2 separate regions of the Triticum aestivum genome follow, and region 2 is linked to region 1. A link is a contact called in public Hi-C data. All regions are on one chromosome and are shown on one strand. Each heading gives the region's core, a stretch centred on a gene start, on an enhancer-like site or on the middle of the called end of the contact. The rest is flanking DNA. Distances are from core to core; before and after follow the strand shown.

Region 1 (6,085 bases), core at 1,296-3,795:
GCAGCCAGCTCTTGTCCTCATTAAGTGCAGAGTCCAGAGTATTCCTTTGAAAAGAGATAGACCTCAAATAATCATAACTTATGTATTCAGGAAGACTTAGTTATGGTCTATTATGTTCATATCACCATATGTCAACACAGAATCAACACGTGTTACAAGCACAAATTGACCTAGTGGCATCAGAGGTCATTGTCAGGTGTATGATTAAATTTCCTAGAATGATAGTTTGGTCTCGGCAACAATGGTAGGATCAGCAAGGAATATATTGATCATTTCAAGGCGGCCATATAATACCTCCTTATGACTTATTAAATCATTTGTTGGAGTGGACAGAGGGGAGCTTGCTAAAATACGAAATTAGAACAGTTGAACACCAGTTTGAACATGGTTTGGCTAAACTGAGATGGGAGATACACTGCAAGTGTGGTTAAAAGCATGTTTTAGTCTGGGCCCTCAGAAAAGAAAACCATATGATTGCATTATGTTCGCAAGAAATCAACTTGCCTATATACAATTCATAGTATCAACTGCATCTTCTCCCCAAGATTACAGTTACTTGAACTTACAGAAGTTCCTCCTATTTTAACTTAATATATGACTGATGACTGAAACTATCTTGCTCATGGAGATGGAAGCATTCCAAGTTTTACAAAAACAGAATACATGCAGAAAGGATAATGTACTGTAGTGCTGTATGCCTACACAATTGCCCGGTTATTGTGACTGAGACTATAAGATGTCTAAGGCTCATCAAAGTTCTGCAAAGCAATGGAGTGGGTAATGTATTTCTACCAAAGATGATATATAAGTATTTTAATGAGAATTTACAAATTTAAGATTGCATAGAGAAAGGTAATGAGATGGAAGAAAAAGGAAACAAAATAGTACGTGTAACTGAGGTCGTTCAGAACTTACAGAGGAACAATCTTGCATCCTAGCTCATAAAAGTAAGGGCACCGAACCCTCAAATCAACACAGGCTGCATCAGCTTGGATCTCCTTCCGAGTTCTGCAAGCAAAGTACGTGTAAATATGTTGAAATGAGAACGATAACTACATACTACTGCATACAGTATATTTTGATGTCCCTCTTGAGAATTTCTACAGATGCAAAACAAAATACAAAGAAACCTACTTCTGGGTGAAGCAAGGAGGTACATTTATCGACACCGCTTGTTCCAGAGACAGCATCCCATGAGCAAGCCAAAATGGAAGGTCTACCTTAGCACCCTTCTCAACCTGAACATAAAGAATAAGATCATTTCTCTTTTTGTTGGAACCAGATGAAATACGCCATTTCATTTGCCATGGTAGCAAGAAAATGTTCTCAAAAACAAAGCATCTAACTCCCAGTTAGTGAGAAACATGGCACACAGGGAAATAAGAAAGCACCTAGCGTTCCATATCGGTTTTGCAAACTAAAATGAGCAAGAATGCACGATGCATCTATCTCAGGTAAACATCATCTAACTAGTCAGCGTATTTGAGAAGTAATTTGCTCAAGAACAAACAGGCCAGAGAAAGAATTGGCAGCAGTTGCCCATCAGCAGGTTTAAGATAGCAGTTAAAGATAAATGCAGAAATGTCATTGGACAGATGCTTACACTGTTTCTCTCGGCGCCAGGATCTAGCATACCAACACCATTTGCAGTTACTTGGAAAACAACCGAAATAAGCTGCAATTACAGTAGAGTATTCATGTCATCTGTACAAGCATAAATGAAGCAGAGGGTAACACGAGCATGGTTACCTCCTCCTCCATGAGGATGTCATCGACATCGTAGTAACAAGGCATTTCACCAAGTGGGACAGATCACTGTTGCTTATGCTCAGCCCTGCATGAACAGTTTGCACAATGCCGATGAGAGAAAGTCCAACTCACTCATCAGATTTGGCCTCCTATATTCATATACGGAGTGCTACTCTAAGGCTCCGTTTGAATGTTGATATTGAGGGCCATGCAATTGAACTGGTGCCAATATCAAATCTCCCAGACATTGATCTTGAAATTGAATCTGAATTGTGTTGTTTGGAGGTTCAAGAAATGATACTTGGAACTCACATGAGAGACCCAATTCTGTACAAAAATAAGAACATTATACAACAGCAGCCGCCATGGGGTGAAGGCCATGGGGGCAAGGGGGAAAGGCTCGGTCGCCATGGGGTCCCGACCGTGGGGGGTGAGGGGGGCGACGCGGAGGTCGCCATGAGAGGCAGGAGCCAGCGGTGACCGAGCCGCATCCGAGATGGAGGCCGCCGTCGCGAGGGGCAGATGGGGCTACGCGTAACGCCGCAGAGAGGGGGAAAGACGGCCGGGGGCGGGGAGATGAGAGGAGGAGGGGGTGTCTGACCTGCGCCGCCGTCGAGGCCTGCTTTCCGCCGCCGCTACTGGTCTCCTCCCGCGCTTTTCGCCTCTGTTTTTCGGGAGCGCGGGCGAAGGGGGTCACCAAATATGTGGAGGATCTTCTAGGAAAAAAACAAATATGTGGAGGCTGGCGCTGCGAATTCGGCCCAAACAGGCCCAAAGGTATCACCAAATACCCGGGCTTCGGGTACCCACCCACCCGTATTCTTCCCCAAGCGAGTGGCGCCCCTCTGGAATTGTTTTCTGTTTTCTCCTCCCCACAATGTCCATCTCCGGGAACGGCCACCTCCCAGCCGCCGCCTCCACCGGCCTGCCGGACCACTCCTCCGCCTCCGCCTCAGACTCCGAGGCCGAGGGAGACGCCGACTACCTCCCCATCTCCGGCGCCGCGTCGGACACCGACAGCGACGCCGACCCCGACCCCGATCTCGCATCTCACCGCCGCCTCGACGCGGTCGACAACGGCGTCTCCGAGCTGGATCTCGCCTCCGACGACGAAGAAGAAGAGAGCGACGAGGAAGAAGGCGCGGGCGCGAGGGAGGCCGCGGCCTCCTTGGACGACGAGCGCCGGCGGCGCGCCCAGCTGCCCGCGGGCGCCGCGGCCCGGATCGTGGACGCGATGCGTGGCGTGGCGTTCCCCGGCGCGCCGCCGCCGTGGGCCGGCACCGTCCCCGACGAGCAGTGGCTCGAACGCCTCAGCTCCCTCCGCGGCGGCCGCGACTAGACAGAGCAGATGAGGTGAATTCTCGACCCACAAATCACTGTGAGTTGTGAGAGCTTGTGATCTGCCTTTGTACCGAAGGAACATTCCTCTGTCGCCATAGATCCGGTAGGATTGCCTCTCGCTTCTTCGGAAATGAAATTCGTGCGCAGATCATCGCCGATGAGATCAGTGATCCACACTGGATGCTGTTCTTGTGTATGGATTTTATGGAGGTTTGGGTTTTTTTCAGAGCGTGCTTGTCTTGATTATGGAGAAATCCGAATGTTGTTGCTGCTGCTCTCCGTGGGCATAAGCCTCGACGATATCTGCTCGGTCAGAAATGTGATCAAAAGGCTTGTGAAATTTTCAGTTGTATGAATCAGCAAACGCTTAATTTGTTTGTGCCCTTGTTTGCTAGAATATGGAACAAACTCTGAACATTTCAATTCCATGTACCACAAAAGGTGATCATGTAATTGGTATTCACGGCAACAAGTGCACAGAAAGTGATCAAATAGTTGGTTTTCACTGCAGCAAATGCACAAAAAGTGATCATCTAATTGGTATTCATAGAAACAAGTATAGATTCAAGCACACATCTGCATCATCGCAAAAACAGCACTCTTTCGAACACACTCAATGACAGGCAGATCGCCACTCCTACACCACAGGCAACGCCGATATAAACACCATGAACATTGCAAATAAAAATCAAAATTTACCTCTGTACTATCCCAGAACCATGCGCGTGCTTCTTCCTTTTTGCTGACGGGTGAATGGAATAGCTCTACTGCTAATTGTTTAAGACAGGCAAGTAAATAGAAGGGGAACCAACCTAGGACATGAACATGTTGTTTGCTGGAACACAACGTCACCAAGCAAAACTAAACCTTAAGCCCTGCATAAAATTCAGACAATCATGCCGTGTAAACAGAGAAAAGAATGCGCAAACGGGAACACATATTACATAGGAAGGTGAGGCCAAAAGATTGGGTTCTTCTTTCCACGCTTAGATGTGGTTTGCGTTAATAATTATTAAAAGAAAGTAAATTTTGTTTTCTAACTTATAAAAGAAACTGTAGTCGATGAATCAGCTAATACACAATGAGGTCTTGTTCCAGTTTGATGTACCTAATTGGAATACATAACTAATTGTGCATGATCTTGGCAACCCGAAGCACTAACATCTTTCAGCAGTTGGCAGAGGGCGTCATCTTTGGTTGCCGTTGCTTTATCCATCGTCACCTGGGAAGAAGCTCTAACTGGGTTAGGTTTCTCTCGGGTTCAGACTGCTGTTAGGTACGTAGATTAGATAGATCGATGGCAAGGCCGAAAGCGATCTTCTCCGGACACGCCGCGTGACATCGTTTTCTACCCAGCATGGCCGATCTGTTGCTTGATCGTTGTCACACGGGATGCAGTGCGCTGCTACATGCAAAGAAATTTAGCTAGGCCGGCCGTTGAGTGCTCAGATTGATCACACGCCTAGCCGGTAGGCCGGTGCAGTGTGGTATACTGTATCGTATAAAGCATGCGTACGTAACCTCGGCTGCCTGAGATGGACCCTCGGACGGACGTCTCAGGTTGTTGCTGATGAGAAGCGTCTCTAGGAGGGGCACCTGATGACGGACTTGGGTGTGCTTCTAGATTTGGTTGATGCGCGTCGAACAAGCCAGTGGAGCTTAGTGGCAGCGAGCGACCGAAAATGTTGAGCGTCAACAGACTTGTTAGGCTCGGCTTTGTATAATCTGCAATGAGAAGGTAGGCGTAGAAACATGCTAAGGTTGGTTGCCAAACCGTAATACAGACAAAAGATTGTCTTGCGGGCGGCATTATCATAATCCACCGAAACTACTGCTAACTTTGGCTGCATTCTACGTACATTTCCACGTACAATAAAGTAGCACTATTCAGTAGAATCCCCCGCGTCGCCCCGCCCGGGCGACTCGGGGGCGACCACCCTCCCGCCGCCGGCGTACCCTGCTCCTCTTCCTCCATCCCTCGCCGCTGCATGAGGCTGGCGCCAGGCAAGCCCGTGGCGCAGCCGGGGACTGCGGCGGCAGGGCCCTTGCTGCTCCGCCTACCGCTGGAGAGAGATTGGATCTGGGGCGGCGGCCCTTCCGGCGAGGCCCCTCCATGCCGGCGAGAGGCGGGACTGGCGTGGTGCCAGTGGTCCGGTCAGACGGCCGACGGATCTTCGATGGACCATGGCCTGGCATGACTGCTCTGGCGGCCGGCGGCGGCGCCAGATCTGGCCGCTGTCATCTAGCCCCGATCGGTGGGCTTCTCTCCTGTGGGTTTCTGGCGGTGTCGGCGTGGTTGCTGGGACCCTGGCCGTGGGTGAAGCTGGTGGAGGAGATCCAGATTGGGGGAAACCCCTTGGTCGGCCCCGGCTGGCCGCGCCGCCGATGACGCTCAAGGGCGCCGCTTTTCTTCTTGGAGACATCGGTCTATGTCTGCTCCTTCATCCCCCCTCCCCCGCCTCTCGGGTGAAAACCCTAACTCCGGTGGGCGGCGGCGGCGGCCTTGATGCCGTGACCTTCCAGAAGGCGCCGCCTTGAGGGCTGAGTGGTGGTGGGCATTGTGTGGGTCATTGACGTTTGCTGGTGATGGGCACTGCTTTGAGGGAAACCTTAGGATCTAGTCTTCCAGATCGGACGATGGCGGTACTGCGGTGCCGTTTCTCTCCTGGGAGCATCGTTTGTGGAGCAGCGCTGGAAGACAGAGTCAGGAGGTGGAGCGGCTCCGTCTTGCACGAAGCTTTGGTCGAGTTGTCAAGTCATGCCTGGCCGACAGGTGCTACGCTGAGTCATGCCTGGTTGGCAGGTGCTATGCACGACAGATCTTCGAGAGTCTTCTCGTCTGGACGGACGAGCGCAGGGCGGTGGCGCCGTTGGGCGCAATGGTGGCATCGACGGATGTCCGGACTAGTAAGGATGATGCGGATCTTCCTCCTGAAGATGGGTCAGTGGTCCAATGAATATGGCAGCTTTTAAAACGTGTGCATGTGATGTGCGT
Region 2 (6,324 bases), core at 3,361-5,860, 410 kb before region 1:
GTTCAGATGGGAGATGGCACAACTACTTCAAACAGAAATGCTCACCCAGTGGATCCAGATGAGGCAGCGCATGCTGATAGGCTTGCAAAACTTAAAGGGATACTGTCAGGGGAGAAGTCTATTCAGCTTACGCTGCAATTTTTGTATAGCCACAGCAGGTACACTTATTATGTCCTAAACTTTGAACCCTGGTCTCTTGCAACTTTTATATCTGACATCACCTTGATGGGTTTGTTTCTTTCGTAGGTCTGATCTTCTAATTCTGAAGACAATAAAGCAGGCTGTGGAAACGAGTGGCAATGTTTGCCATAGTGCAACTATTTGTTCCAATGCGATCATGCATGCAGGAACAACTGTAGATACCTTTTTAAGAGAGAATCTGGTAAAAAAAATAAAAAAATCTGGTTGTTTTGTTGTCATGCAGTGTTTATTTTTTTGCCCCTGTAATGTCTCATTTTGTTATTGTCTTTTAGGAATGGTTAAGCAAGGCAACCAATTGGGCTAAATTTAGTGCGACAGCTGGACTGGGTGTCATTCATAGAGGCCACCTTCAGCAAGGTCGGGCTTTGATGGCCCCGTACCTACCTCAAAATGGTGCAGTTGGTGGTGGCAGTCCATATTCAGAAGGTGGTGCCCTCTATGCTTTAGGTTTGATTCATGCCAACCATGGCGAAGGAATCAAACAATTCCTCCGTGAAAGCCTTCGCAACACCAGTGCAGAGGTGACATTTTGTTCCTTGTCCTTCTCGCGTAATGCTAATTATGTTGTGACTTTTCTTAATCAAAACCGTATTATACAGGTCATCCAGCATGGTGCCTGTTTGGGACTTGGGCTTGCATCTCTCGGGACAGCAGATGAGGAAGTGTTTGAGGACATAAAGAATGTCCTTTACACAGACAGTGCAGTAGCTGGTGAAGCAGCTGGTATTGGCATGGGTTTGCTCATGGTTGGGACAGCCAGTGAGAAGGCCGGTGAGATGCTTGCTTATGCACATGATACACAGCATGAAAAGATTATCAGGTCAGTTCTGTTTAATAATTGTTGCGGTATTTCTGAAGATGCATCTAGCTCATGTTTCTGACATCTTTCTCTCTCTCTCTCTCTCTCCGCAGGGGTTTGGCACTTGGCATCGCATTGACAATGTATGGCAGGGAGGAGGAAGCTGACACCTTGATCGAACAAATGACTAGAGATCAAGATCCCATACTACGTTATGGTGGTATGTATGCATTGGCTCTAGCGTACAGAGGAACTGCAAACAACAAAGCTATCCATCAGCTGCTGCATTTCGCTGTATCGGACGTCAGTGATGATGTTCGTAGGACTGCAGTTATGGGTCTTGGATTTGTTCTATACAACGAACCTGAGCAGGTCTGCCCTCTATTCAATTTTATTCCAAGGAACAACATAGACCTGCTGTTCATTATGCATTTATGCTGCTGCATCTCTTTGCCATCTAATAGAAAAAAAGCTAAAATAAAAAATCGTCAATAGCTTTGATCCACACCTTGTCAATAGCTTTGATCCACACCTTGTCAATAGCTTTGATCCATAACTTACATCTTCTGTTCTGATCATGCAGACTCCAAGAATTGTGTCCCTGCTCTCTGAATCGTACAACCCACACGTTCGTTATGGTGCAGCTCTAGCTGTTGGGATATCCTGTGCAGGCACAGGGTTAAGTGATGCCATTTCCTTGTTGGAGCCTCTCACCTCGGACGTTGTTGACTTCGTACGCCAGGGGGCTCTAATTGCTATGGCAATGGTCATGATCCAGACCAATGAGTCCTTTGATTCTCGTGTTGGAACATTCAGGCGTCAGTTGCAAAAGATCATACTTGACAAGCACGAGGACACCATGAGCAAAATGGGCGCCATACTTGCTTCTGGCATTCTAGATGCAGGTGGCAGGAACGTCACAATCAAACTTCGCTCGAGGAACAAGCATGACAAGCTCACTGCTGTGATTGGCCTCGCTGTTTTCACCCAGTTCTGGAACTGGTATCCTCTCCTATACTTCATCAGCCTGGCCTTCTCGCCGACGGCCATCATTGGTCTCAACTCGAATCTGGAAGTGCTGAAGTTTGAATTTATGTCGCATGCTAAGCCGTCCCTCTTTGAGTATCCGAAACCGACGACTCAGCAGGCTACAACTTCGGCTGTCGAGCTGCCCACAGCCATTTTGTCAACCTATGCTAAGGCAAAATCTAGGGCGAAGAAGGATGCAGAAAGCAAAGCTGCTGCTAACCAGGAGAAGGCAGCAGCAGAAGCAGAAAGCAAAGCTGCTAACCAGGAGAAGTCAACGGAAGATGCTTCTGGTTCTACTTCTGGCAAGGCAGCTGATGCAATGCAGGTAAGAATAAAACCTCACTGTATCTGCTTGGCTTCAACTTTTTCCCATCACGCAAGAATTTTGCAAATTTTGGTAGGTTCAGGCCATAATTAATTAAACCATATGCTAGTCAACTAGACATCACAGCACAGTTGAGCATGGCTAGCCCTTAGCTGCTCATTAATGAACCAACCCCAGACAGTCTCTGGCCTCATTTGGATTGACCCGTCTCTCTCAATCTTTGTTCCCAGGTGGACAGCACTGCAGAGAAGAAGGCCGCAGAGCCAGAGCCGGCCTTCCAGATCCTGGCGAACCCAGCCCGCGTCGTCCCCCTGCAGGAGAAGTTCATCAAGTTCATCGAGGGCAGCCGATACGTCCCCGTGAGGCCCGCCCCCTGCGGCGGGTTCATCCTCCTAAGAGACACACAGCCCAGCGAGGCCGAGGAGCTCGTTGTGCTCACCGACGCCCCCGCGTCAGGGCAGCCGGTGTCGGGTGCCTCTGCCATGGCCGTCGACGACGAGCCCCAGCCGCCCCAACCTTTTGAGTACCTGTCCTGATTCATGATAGGAGAGAGCATCGCCTGTATATACATTTCTTATTCCCTTTTCCCAGTAGTATGTATTGTGCGGGAATTTGTTGTTCGTCGGAAACTGTTTAGAATCATGGCTTCATCAGAATTTGAGAATCTAGCTGGAGTGAGAATCGCCTGTATATAAGTTTCTCCTCGAGGTGTTGATAGTTATTTCTCCTTTCAAAAATATTAGTCTCGAAGTTATACTATTTCACTGGTAAATTTTGTGCAAAAGATCTTCCCATCAGCTCTCGATGAATGGTTTGATGGACTTTGCCATCAACCTACGGGGTCACCCGCCGCTATTCTTTGATACCCTGACACAAAAAAGGCTTCTTTTATTGATCCCTTCACTGAGTGGCCCGACTTGCTTCCAGATTGAGATAATCTGTATGGTTCCCTTCATTGAGCTATCATGGTTTAGGTGTTTCGATGCAACCTTTTCAGTGTTTATTTTTTGATTCCCTAATCACTGTTTGATCTTTTGTATAATCACGCTGGGAGAACTGCCAATAAAAGAGAATAAGTAGAAAAAAAGATTTGAACTGGAGTCTGCAGTATATGTGGGGGTGCTTTGGAAAATGCACACCATGCTACTTTTTTTTTGCGGGGTTCACACCATGCTACTGTGGCCTACACAAAACAAAGAGCACTTAGGCCTCGTTTGACATGGAGGGATTTAGAAGGATTTGAGGTGTGGGAATTGGAGGGGATTTGGTGAATCCCTCCCCTCCACCCAATCCCCTCAATTCCCCTTGCATCCAATCCCCTTCCTGAAAAAACTCGTTTGGTAGGCGGAGAGTGGAGGAGGCGTGTGACGAGAGTTCTGAACTGCGCGGGTACGAAGGGATTGGAAGGGATCGGAGGGGGTTGGGCTGTGCAAACCCCACCTATCAAATGGACCGATGAGATTTCGTGGGGCTTCTGTCCCTCCCGGGGATCATCCTCTCCAAACCTCCTGAATCCTCCTGTGCCAAACGAGGCCTTAAGGAAATGAGAAAAGTCTGAAAACTGCCCATAACACATTTGGAAACGGATGAAAACTTGGAAGTGTTTACCTTTGGCAATGACTCAAAGTACACTTCCGGGATCTCCATCTCAGCATGCACATCGATGTTGATCGCCATGGCGGCCTTGAATATCTGGCTCGCGCAGTCCCTGCTCTGTTGCAGCTTCCTCCCGGCCTCCTCGACCAACCCCTTGGGCGACACCCGCGGCCACGATAACCACCATTTATTAATATCACATGAACATTTTTATAAAAAATGGGAACAATTTCTTTATTACTAACGTTGTATTGAGGTTGCGTCAATTAATTCGGATTGAAGGGAGTACATAGTTTTTAAAATGTACGAGAACCTTTTAAATTTCATGATTTATTTTAAAAAATATGTGAACAATTTTTACAAATTTCAGGAATACTTTTAAGGTATGAGAAAACTTATATTAAATTACATGAACATTATGCAAAAGTATGAACACAGTTTTAGTTCCATAAAAAGATCATTGCTTATACTTTTATTGATTATATAAAAATTAACAATTATTTCAATACATTATTTGATTTTCTGCATGCACGCAGCGTTGTCTGCTTTCCTTTCCTTTTTTACAAACGTCGGAGGCGAACTTTATGTACTGGCCTATTGTAGCGTTGAACGTGTGAGGCTAGTGATATACAAGCGCGGCAGCTAAACGGGCCAGCCCTGGTGAGCGGCGCGGGTGCTATCGACGTCTTGTGGGCCGGATTGGCACCCAAGAATATGATTCGGCCCACATTCGTGCTCGCTCGATCCACAGAAAACGCAGCGCTAGGTTTCTCCTCACACGCGCCCGAGCTCCCACTCCGCCGCCCGCCGCCCGCCGCCGACGCCGGTCTCCGTCGCCTCCCTCTACTCCGACCCGACCCGACTCTGCACCGGCTCTTCTTCCCTGCTTCTCGGTACGTACGTGCTTGCACACACATGTACATCTCCCGCTCGCGCGTGCGAGGTGTGTATGATTCCACCGCGCGCGGCATGGCCGGCCCGGCTCCTGCTACTGAACCCGCGTGCTTGTTTGCCGTAGCTCGCGACCGTCCGAATCCCTTGACGCCCCTTGCCTGCCACCTGATAGTGCGGGATTGGTTGGAAATGATTCTTTGTTGGTGGCAGGATTCGAATTAGCAAGCAGGTCACACATTTGCAACATCTACTGCTGCTTGCATTTGCTATAATTCTCACGTTATTTTTAATCTGACGGCTAATTCCAAGTGGAAACTGTCGATTGGAATACAGTAGCATGCAGTGTCCGGTCCTATTTGAGCGCAATTTTTTTCCATCTCTAGTAGACACTACACAAATGAGCACATATATTTGTTAGTACCTCTGTTGACGTTTTTGCAGCTCAAATTGAATTGAACTGCAAAAACGTCTTATATTCAGGAACAGAGGATGTGGTAAGCAATTTTTTATCGCAGGAATTACTCTCGTTGATTGTATGTTCTAAAAACAGGGCACACTTTTTGTTGACCCAAAAACAATATCCAGTTTTAACATTCATTTTGTCACATATCATAGATGAGAGTGGGAAATCGGCGAAAGTAACTTTGGATCCTATGACCCATATAGTTTTTCTTGATGTGCGTATCGAAGAAGTACATGTATATAACCGTCCCACCAGATGTTTGAACTTACTTGGGTATGTTTATTTGATAAGCAAGTTTAGTAAGCACGCAGAGAGAAATTATGAGTGTAAGCGATTCAAAAATAGGTGGAGTCATTCAGAATGGACTGTCGGCACAGTTCATGATGCTATTGCTGCTAGTGTCGTACCTTGATGATTAGTTTTTATCGTGACTGCTTTTCTTGGGGGAAACCCTTGTAATGCCTTCACAACCTCTTTTTATCTAACTTGTTGTCAAGTACCAATTACATCTTTATTTTGTTTTAATATTTATTTTATGATGTTAATAATATCTATGATAAACACAGCAAGAAATTACACAATATAAGTTAAGGCGCTGTTCGGCAGTCCGCCCGCTCCGTAAAAATTGAGAATCTCGGGAGTACCGTTTCGCTGGCTCTGCACTTTTTAACTAGAACTCCGTCAGCTCCGGGAGCGGCCTCGCTGAGCGGAGGGGCTCCGAACAGGCCCTAAGATTCACACAATTGCAGTCCATGGACTTTTCATCAGAAAATAAACTAAGGGGCAGAAGATCTGACACTTACAGTCCATAGACTTCTCTGTGCCGCAGCTCCTGTGGGTAGAGAAGCTTAAACTGGTTCCTGAAGAAGTCTAGGCCCGAAAATAACTGTCCTTAAGTACGTTTTATTCATATGCATTCCCTTCTCGGGGAATAAATGTCTGAAGTATTGGTGTGTACTCTGAACTTCTATCTCACTACAGTAATTCATAATTTGCTCCAATTTCTTACTTTGATGT

The links. A called contact is a pair of places that touch in the nucleus more often than the background predicts.
Region 2: a Hi-C map of leaf shows a contact between it and region 1, with 3 times the contacts expected there. The contact joins the promoter of LOC123182716 here to the promoter of LOC123182714 in region 1. A contact is called at or near these places in 3 of 5 Hi-C or Micro-C datasets (all in leaf).

The regions. Positions count from the first base shown.
Region 1 is chr1D:438,683,129-438,689,213 of IWGSC CS RefSeq v2.1, reverse strand. LOC123182714 (probable DNA replication complex GINS protein PSF3) reads right to left here and starts at 2,545. Exons shown (of 7, transcript XM_044595371.1): 1 at 2,351-2,545; 2 at 1,750-1,834; 3 at 1,604-1,675; 4 at 1,135-1,238; 5 at 916-1,008. The coding sequence starts at 1,794. It overlaps LOC123182713 (clumping factor A), which reads left to right and starts at 2,547. Exons shown (of 1, transcript XM_044595370.1): 1 at 2,547-3,344. The coding sequence starts at 2,627. The coding sequence ends at 3,088.
Region 2 is chr1D:439,094,236-439,100,559 of IWGSC CS RefSeq v2.1, reverse strand. It overlaps LOC123182716 (50S ribosomal protein L20), which reads left to right and starts at 4,610. Exons shown (of 3, transcript XM_044595373.1): 1 at 4,610-4,843. LOC123182717 (26S proteasome non-ATPase regulatory subunit 1 homolog A) reads left to right here. Exons shown (of 12, transcript XM_044595374.1): 7 at 1-158; 8 at 247-382; 9 at 474-1,021; 10 at 1,114-1,372; 11 at 1,584-2,354; 12 at 2,585-3,146. The coding sequence ends at 2,890.